Linked DNA regions of Mus musculus: region 2 is linked to region 1. The links are chromatin contacts, called in public promoter capture Hi-C maps. All regions are on one chromosome and are shown on one strand. Each heading gives the region's core, a stretch centred on a gene start, on an enhancer-like site or on the middle of the called end of the contact. The rest is flanking DNA. Distances are from core to core; before and after follow the strand shown. Region 1 holds the start of Myo1h (myosin 1H). Region 2 overlaps Fam222a (family with sequence similarity 222, member A).

Region 1 (3,241 bases), core at 328-2,827:
TACTCTCACATACACACATTCACACACACACTGACTCTGTCTTACACATACACGCTCATCTTCACACTCACCCACATTTACACATGCTCTCACACACACATTCAAACACTCTCCACACATAATCACATTCTCTCACATACACATTCATACACACACACACACATGCTCACACACACCTTCACACTTACACACTCTATAATACACATATTCACACTTCATCACATGCATACACACACTTTCTCACACACTTACACATACATACACACTCTCACTCACACACATATACTCTCTCCCTCTCTCACACACACATTCACACTTATTCTCATATGCACACACACACTCTCTCGCACACTCTCATATACACACACACTTACTCTCATACACACTCTCTTATACACACACACTCACAGCCGCCACAACATTAAAAGCGACCCATGACCTTCTTTGAGGACATGCCTACCCCTCTCCCCTCTACCAAGCAATCAGGCTATGCCCACCCTCTGAAGCCACTTCCTGCACTCAGCACCCTGAGCCAGTTTGCAGCCATGGCACAGAAAGCCATCCCCATACACACACCTGGGCGGCCTCAGGCCAAAGCCTGTTGTGAGTGCTGGTTGCCAAGGCAACAGTATTTGGTGCTATAGAAATGGATAATTAGCTGAATGGATCCATGACAGGCTCTGGCTAGAGTTCCTGGTGTGGGAGGCTCCTGTGTGTGGTTACTGAGCTCTGACTACGTATCCCAGTGTTTCTGTGACCCTCTTTGGTTATCCAGGAGGAGACAATCCATCAATAAATCCTGTTCTCTAAACAGACATGCTGAGATCATTCTTCAGGAGCAGGGGGTGGGGGGAGAAAACGAACAGAAAACAAAAAACAAAACAAAACCAAAAAACACCCTTGTAAGTACATAAGCAGCATGCTACATTGAGGCTGTCTCTGCCATTGGTTTCTTTAGCTTCTTCCCAATGCCGACCCAGGCAGTCTGGATAAAAAAACTTACAGACACTACATGTCTAGGCACCAATCGTAATGGTTTTCTCCAACACTGGGTCACTGTCAGTGACCACTGTATCCAGGCTGACACAATCACCACCAGCTACCTGCGTGGCTCACTAAAAGAATAAGTAAGAGAACACTTCCATCCCCCTGCCACGCCAGCCACTCCTAAAGTCCTCAGAAACCACCCTTGTCCCATAGTCCCAGCCCTGGACGGTATGCTAGTGACCACTCTAGCTTCCCGCTCTTTGGTTCTAAACGGCAGCTCATCCCTTGGATGATGAAGAGTCGTCATCTACTTGATCACCTGAAACAAAAATTTTCACCCAACAAGTACGAAATTTCAGGTGCGAACCCAGTCCTTTCTTGCCTTGGAAGCCTGGGGATGGAAGGAACTGTCGCTTAGACTTGGTGGAAGAGAGGATTCCATCCTCCGGCCCCATTACCTTGGATCCCATGGTGTTTGTAGAGAGAGTGGCGGAGAGCAGTTGTAACCACTACTCTGCTGGAGCCGGGCAGCGCAGTGCCTGGCGATCCTGCAACGCGCGACACTCTGCATCAAGGTCCGTGGAGATTCTAGATGGCCAAAGTATAGAGCGGTGAATAATTCATACTGGGAGGCTGGGACTGCGCCTGCGGCTGCCCACCTGAGGACACACAGGGCCCTTCGAGGTTACAAGAAGTGGAAACCGGACCCATTGGATCACGTTACGCCACCGCTGACCTCTGATTGGTCCCTCTGGGCGGATGCCTGCTGACAAGGTAGGGCCTCTGAGCTGTGCTGGCACCTGCTCAGGTTCCACAGACACCTGCGGGGACTCTGCCCACACCCTCACACCAAAGCTGCAGTTAGTTAAGGTGAGGGTGCCTGTGTTGGAGACGACCTTCATGGCTCCCAGGTCCACCTTTACCATCCATCACATACAAGGCAGGCTTTCTCTCATGACTGAACGGCTGCCCTGATCTTCTCCGAAGCGAGAAGGTAATGGTGCTGATGGCCCCCTTTTCCTACGCCCCCCCCCCAGGACTCCAGACACATGTCTGTGGGGCACGATTCTACCTTCCTCTAGTTGTGCTTGGCTCAGTCTCAGCGCTTGGCTCTCCTTTGAGAGACAAGATGGAATGGACCAATGGGAAACATGGTTATACATTTCCTTAGAAACATCCAGGAAAAAAATCGTTCCTCCCCTTGGTTAGTGGTACAATGGGCATGCAAGCCCTCTCAGCCACCAGTGCCACCAGCCTGGGCCAGCCTGCTCTTCTGTTGCTATGGTAAATACCACGGCTGAAAGCAACTTGGGGGAGGGAAGAGTTGATTTCAGCTTATATGTTACAGATTATAGTCCATCATTAACTGAAGCCAGGGAAAGAGCCTCCCAGTTGGGACCCTGGAAGCAAGAACTGAAACAGATCACAGAGGAGTCCCCGTTTGCTGGCTCCCGCAGCTGCCTTTCTTATACAGCCAAGGGATGCTGCCGCCCACAGTGGGCTGGGCCCTCTTAAATCAATTAGTAATCAAAAACGTGGATTACAGACGTGTCCACAGGCTCCTCGGATAGAGGCCAGTTTCTCCACGGGCAGACGAGCCCTCTTTCCAGGTGTGTCTCAGTTTTGGTGTCACATGGACAAGAGAAGTCTGGCACAGTCAAGGAACGAAGGCTTCATAGAGAGAGTAGAACTGAACAAAACCACTTGGAAATAGAGTCGGGGACCGGAGGCCACTGTGAAGTCACTAGATGGAATTGTGCCTCTGTGACTTTTTCAGTTTTATAAGCCAGACTACAGCTGCAAACCTCTGATAACCTGATCAACAGCCAATTCCGGAGAGACTACCGTCTCCTCACAGGTGTAACTTGGCCGTTTGCAAGTTACAGGCAAAGAGCCCCGATTCTGAGATGGTATAGAACAAAGCCGTCCTTGACATCATCTGTGGCCTCCAACCAACTCCCTCCCCTTTCACCTCCCTGCCTTGTTTGTACCCATCTGTGGTGTGAGCCAGTATGCACCCAACCTCAGGTGTAAGAACTTCTTATTTACAACTAAGTAACCCCGGTCTGGGGGTCTCTACAGAGCATGACTCCCAAGGGCAGGCTGGAGATGTGACTCCGGCAAGCGCTTGCCCTGCCTGCAAGCAGTTTTACAGAAGTTGGGCGTGGTGGAGCTTGCTTGTTGGTTCAGTACAGGAGAGACAGAGGCAGTTTCCCGGGCTTGTCTGCCACTCAGTCTATAGGGAAGAGAGACC
Region 2 (3,241 bases), core at 286-2,785, 320 kb before region 1:
GAAGCATGGGCGGAGTTCAGGGTACAAGGAAGCCCTCGTGCTGGGGAGGGGACCCCCTCTTCCAGGCTGCCATCCTGCTGGGCCCTCTGACCCCTGCAGGTGGCAGGACAGGTGTGCCCTGACCCCCACAGGTGGCAGGACAGGTAGTCCTCTCGGCTTTCTTCTTGGGGGTACCTGGCCCACTGGAGCGTAACCTCAGGCTGACTTCCTACCTTACAAGGGCGTTGTGAGTCTTTAGGAGGTATGACTGGTCCCTAGTGAATGACAAGTTCCAATAACAGGACTGGCAGGGTATGGGTATATGCCAGGTGTCAGCCTGCATAATCCATGCCGGCCAGGGCGATGGCTAGCCTGTTCTCAGCTACATGGCAACCATTTAATCTGGGAGGATGACAACAGGATCTAGAGATGGACTTCCAATGGGGAGTTTTCAGAGCCACCTCAGCACCGAAAAGAGCCACCAGGGCTTGGGCTCAGGATTGATTTTGCCCCTATGGATGGACCACGGGCCTGACACATAGACACGGGATAGCATTTATCTTGAAGAGCTTTGTAATAAGTTGGGCATAGCTCACCCTGCATGCCACCCCACTCTGTCCCCACAGGGCTCCTTGGGGTGCCCTCCCGTGGATCCCTGAGGTGGGGGAAGCCAGGGAGAGAGAGAGAACAGCCTTACAGCAAACCCACAGCTGAGACACCATCTGTTTTCCGTTTTTTTTCTTTCTCTTCGTTTTTAAAACAATATAGTGCAGACAGACTGCACTTCTCACAGTAGAATATAATGGTCAATTTTAGTATAAAAAAAACATTCTCAGAGCTTTGTAAATGCACTTAGTGCTCAGACAGGCCTTGGCGAGATACAGTACCGCTTTCCGGAGCGCCTGGGGCCGGCAGGGCCCGGGGACTGCAGGCCTTGAGGACTTCCTGGGCTTCTCTCTTCCCCACGCCCCGCAGCAGTGCGGTGGGGGTGGGGGGAATGAGAACGGGAGCTGGATTGGGTATTCCAGTTACAGCCAGGTCACCCTCCCACTGGTCCCCAGGAGACCCAGAGATGCGAAGAAGGCAAGACCGTCCTTGTGAATGGAGCCTGAATTTACAGGTCCCTTGTTAGCCCCCCGTGACATCTTTGTGCGAATAGGAAGATAGTGTCCCTTCCTTGAAATGCAGACAACTGTAATAAATACACAAATCTAGGATGTGTGTGGAGTCTCCTTGGGCAAGGTGCCCTTGTGCAACGCACCAACTGTTCCCAGCAGCCCTGTGAGATGTAGTGTAGGGATGGAGAAGAGGTTGGTCTGGGGCGTACCGGGTAGGTTGGGCGTGATTCCTAGTAGGGAGGGTGGGTGGGTAGGGGGAGAGTCAGCAGGAACGGGGGGGGGGTAGTCCTGAGACCTCTGGGGGTGTGGAGTCAGGGCGGTCTTCACCTGGATTAGTTGGTGGGGTGGGGCACTTTGGACCCAGGGACTGGGAGATTGTGGATAGAGACCCCGTGTATGACACGGGATGACTGGAGCGCCCTCTGCTGGAGACCCAGAAGGAACTTCTTGTTGGCAGAAGGTCCTCTTTCCCTGCCTGGATGAAAGATGAAGGAGCCTCGTGGCCAGCCTGGGACCCTCCCTGCTGCCTGGGGCAGCAAGCGGGAGAGGAAAGAAGCCCTGGTGTGTGAGGTCAACCCGCCTGCCCACTGAAGTGAGGAGGTAACCAGCCTGGCTTCCCCGTGGACACAGGGCGGGCGGGGCGCCCTGCTAGCTTCCCGCCCTGTGCTATGGCCTGGCAACCCCCATCACCCTGTCCGTGTGTCCGCAGGGCAGACCTTATCTGTAGACAGGTAGGCGGATGTGGGCGTGCTGGTGGTCCAGCAGCCGGGGCACGGCCACCGTCTCGTAACCCTTACCCAGCATCTGTTCTTTGATGCAGGGTGGCCGGATGTCGTTGATGAGATACTCCAGCGACTGGAGGCTGCTGCTCAGCACCGCTGTGTTACACACACTCTTGCTGGTCAGGCCCGAGAGTACGTCTCCAGGAGGCCCGGCTAGCTCCCGGGCGGCTCCTGGTGCCAGCTCTGTCACTACGGCAGCAGCTGCTGGATTGTAGCAGTCACTGGTAGGTGTCACCAGAACACTGTTCCAAGGGGCAGCGAAGTACTGGCCCACGGTGAAGCTGCCGGGCAGCCCCATTCCGCAGTTGTGGGGCGACCCGTTGGCCCTTTCGAAGGCCCTCCCGCCACAAATCTCTGGGGACTGGGACTTGCCGGCTACGGTGCTGCTACTGTAGGCCCGCAGCGGCTGGGGTGGGGGTGGGGGTGGCTTCTGTGGCCACAGCAGGTAATCCAGGCCACCTTCTGCATACCCTGCAGGTTTGGTGGCCCCAGCCAGTGTCAGGGCTGGGGTGGCTCCCTGGCTCAGTTCTGTGCCCTTCCGGCAGTCTGGCAGACCGGCTGTGGCCGAGTAAGCCAGGTTGGGAAAGCTGGGGACTGGGCCATGCTTAGCTGGACTGGGGTGGGGCACAGCCACGCCCTGACAGGCGCTTGGTGCAGCACCCGGGGCCTGGCATTGCTGGTTGAGCTGGTACAGGATGCTATGGATAGAGGGTAGGTTGGAGGGGGGGAGGGGAAGGCCCCGGCCGGGCAGAGGGATCACAGAGGTGGCAGTGGCTGCTGCAGGCAGGCTGGGCGGTGGTGCAGGTGCCTCGGGTGGCTTCGGGTAGGCCAAGGGCCCCAGGGTGCTGGGCACTGGGTAAGGCGCAATGCCCACCTGCACGGTGGCCGGCGACAGTTTAGTCCGCTTGCCCTCCACACTCTTGAGCACGCTTTTGGGGTGGCCGGCGGGCGCATGAGCACTCGAGGAGACGGCGGCCTTGACGATGGCCAGAAGGCCCTGGTAGCCGGCGGTGTGCTGAGGGTAGGGGCTGTAACGCTGGCCGCTGGTGTCGTAGCCATTGACCGTGCGGCTCAGGTGCTTGTGCTGCGGCACTCGGATGTTGGTGGGGAAGATCTTGATGGACAGGGGACTGTTGGCTACCTTCTCCGCGTAGGCATCCAGCTCCGCTGGGCTAGGGTAGCGCGAGGAATGCATAGAGCTGGCCACTGACTCACCTGCAGGGACAGAGGCACAAGTGAGAGACGGGGCAGCCACAGCCCCTCACACCCCACCGCCTCCAGGAGTTGCCTGGTCGGTCCCTTTCCCTCAATTTTCCCCGTTCTTCCCACACTTCCAACTTCTGGACCAAAACCTAAGGTTCA

The links. Promoter capture Hi-C pulls out the DNA fragments that hold promoters and counts their contacts.
Region 2: a contact with region 1 is called in a promoter capture Hi-C map of stem cell-derived epiblast-like cells, with 2.4 times the contacts expected there. The contact joins the enhancer-like site here to the promoter of Myo1h in region 1. A contact is called at or near these places in 6 of 39 promoter capture datasets (the 3T3-L1 cell line, embryonic stem cells, hippocampal neurons and 2 more), 1 of 15 datasets of contacts at CTCF or cohesin (the NIH/3T3 cell line), 7 of 484 Hi-C or Micro-C datasets (the G1E-ER4 cell line, cortical neurons, embryonic fibroblasts and 4 more), 3 of 115 datasets of contacts at active chromatin or transcription factors (embryonic basal ganglia, pancreatic cancer cells and stem cell-derived neural progenitor cells) and 1 of 9 other capture datasets (embryonic trunk).

Annotation. Positions count from the first base shown.
Region 1 is chr5:114,287,589-114,290,829 of GRCm38.p6, reverse strand. Myo1h (myosin 1H) reads right to left here and starts at 1,577. Exons shown (of 32, transcript NM_001164573.2): 1 at 1,446-1,577.
Region 2 is chr5:114,610,680-114,613,920 of GRCm38.p6, reverse strand. Fam222a (family with sequence similarity 222, member A) reads right to left here. Exons shown (of 3, transcript NM_001004180.1): 3 at 703-3,094. The coding sequence ends at 1,815. Among named protein-coding and RNA genes, the nearest start is that of Gm34844, 15 kb to the right of the region's middle. Within about 2 kb of position 1,535, at least 6 of the 459 cell types and tissues checked have an H3K27ac peak or open chromatin away from gene starts, as enhancers often do. A contact at or near this core is called in stem cell-derived epiblast-like cells, where this site is marked.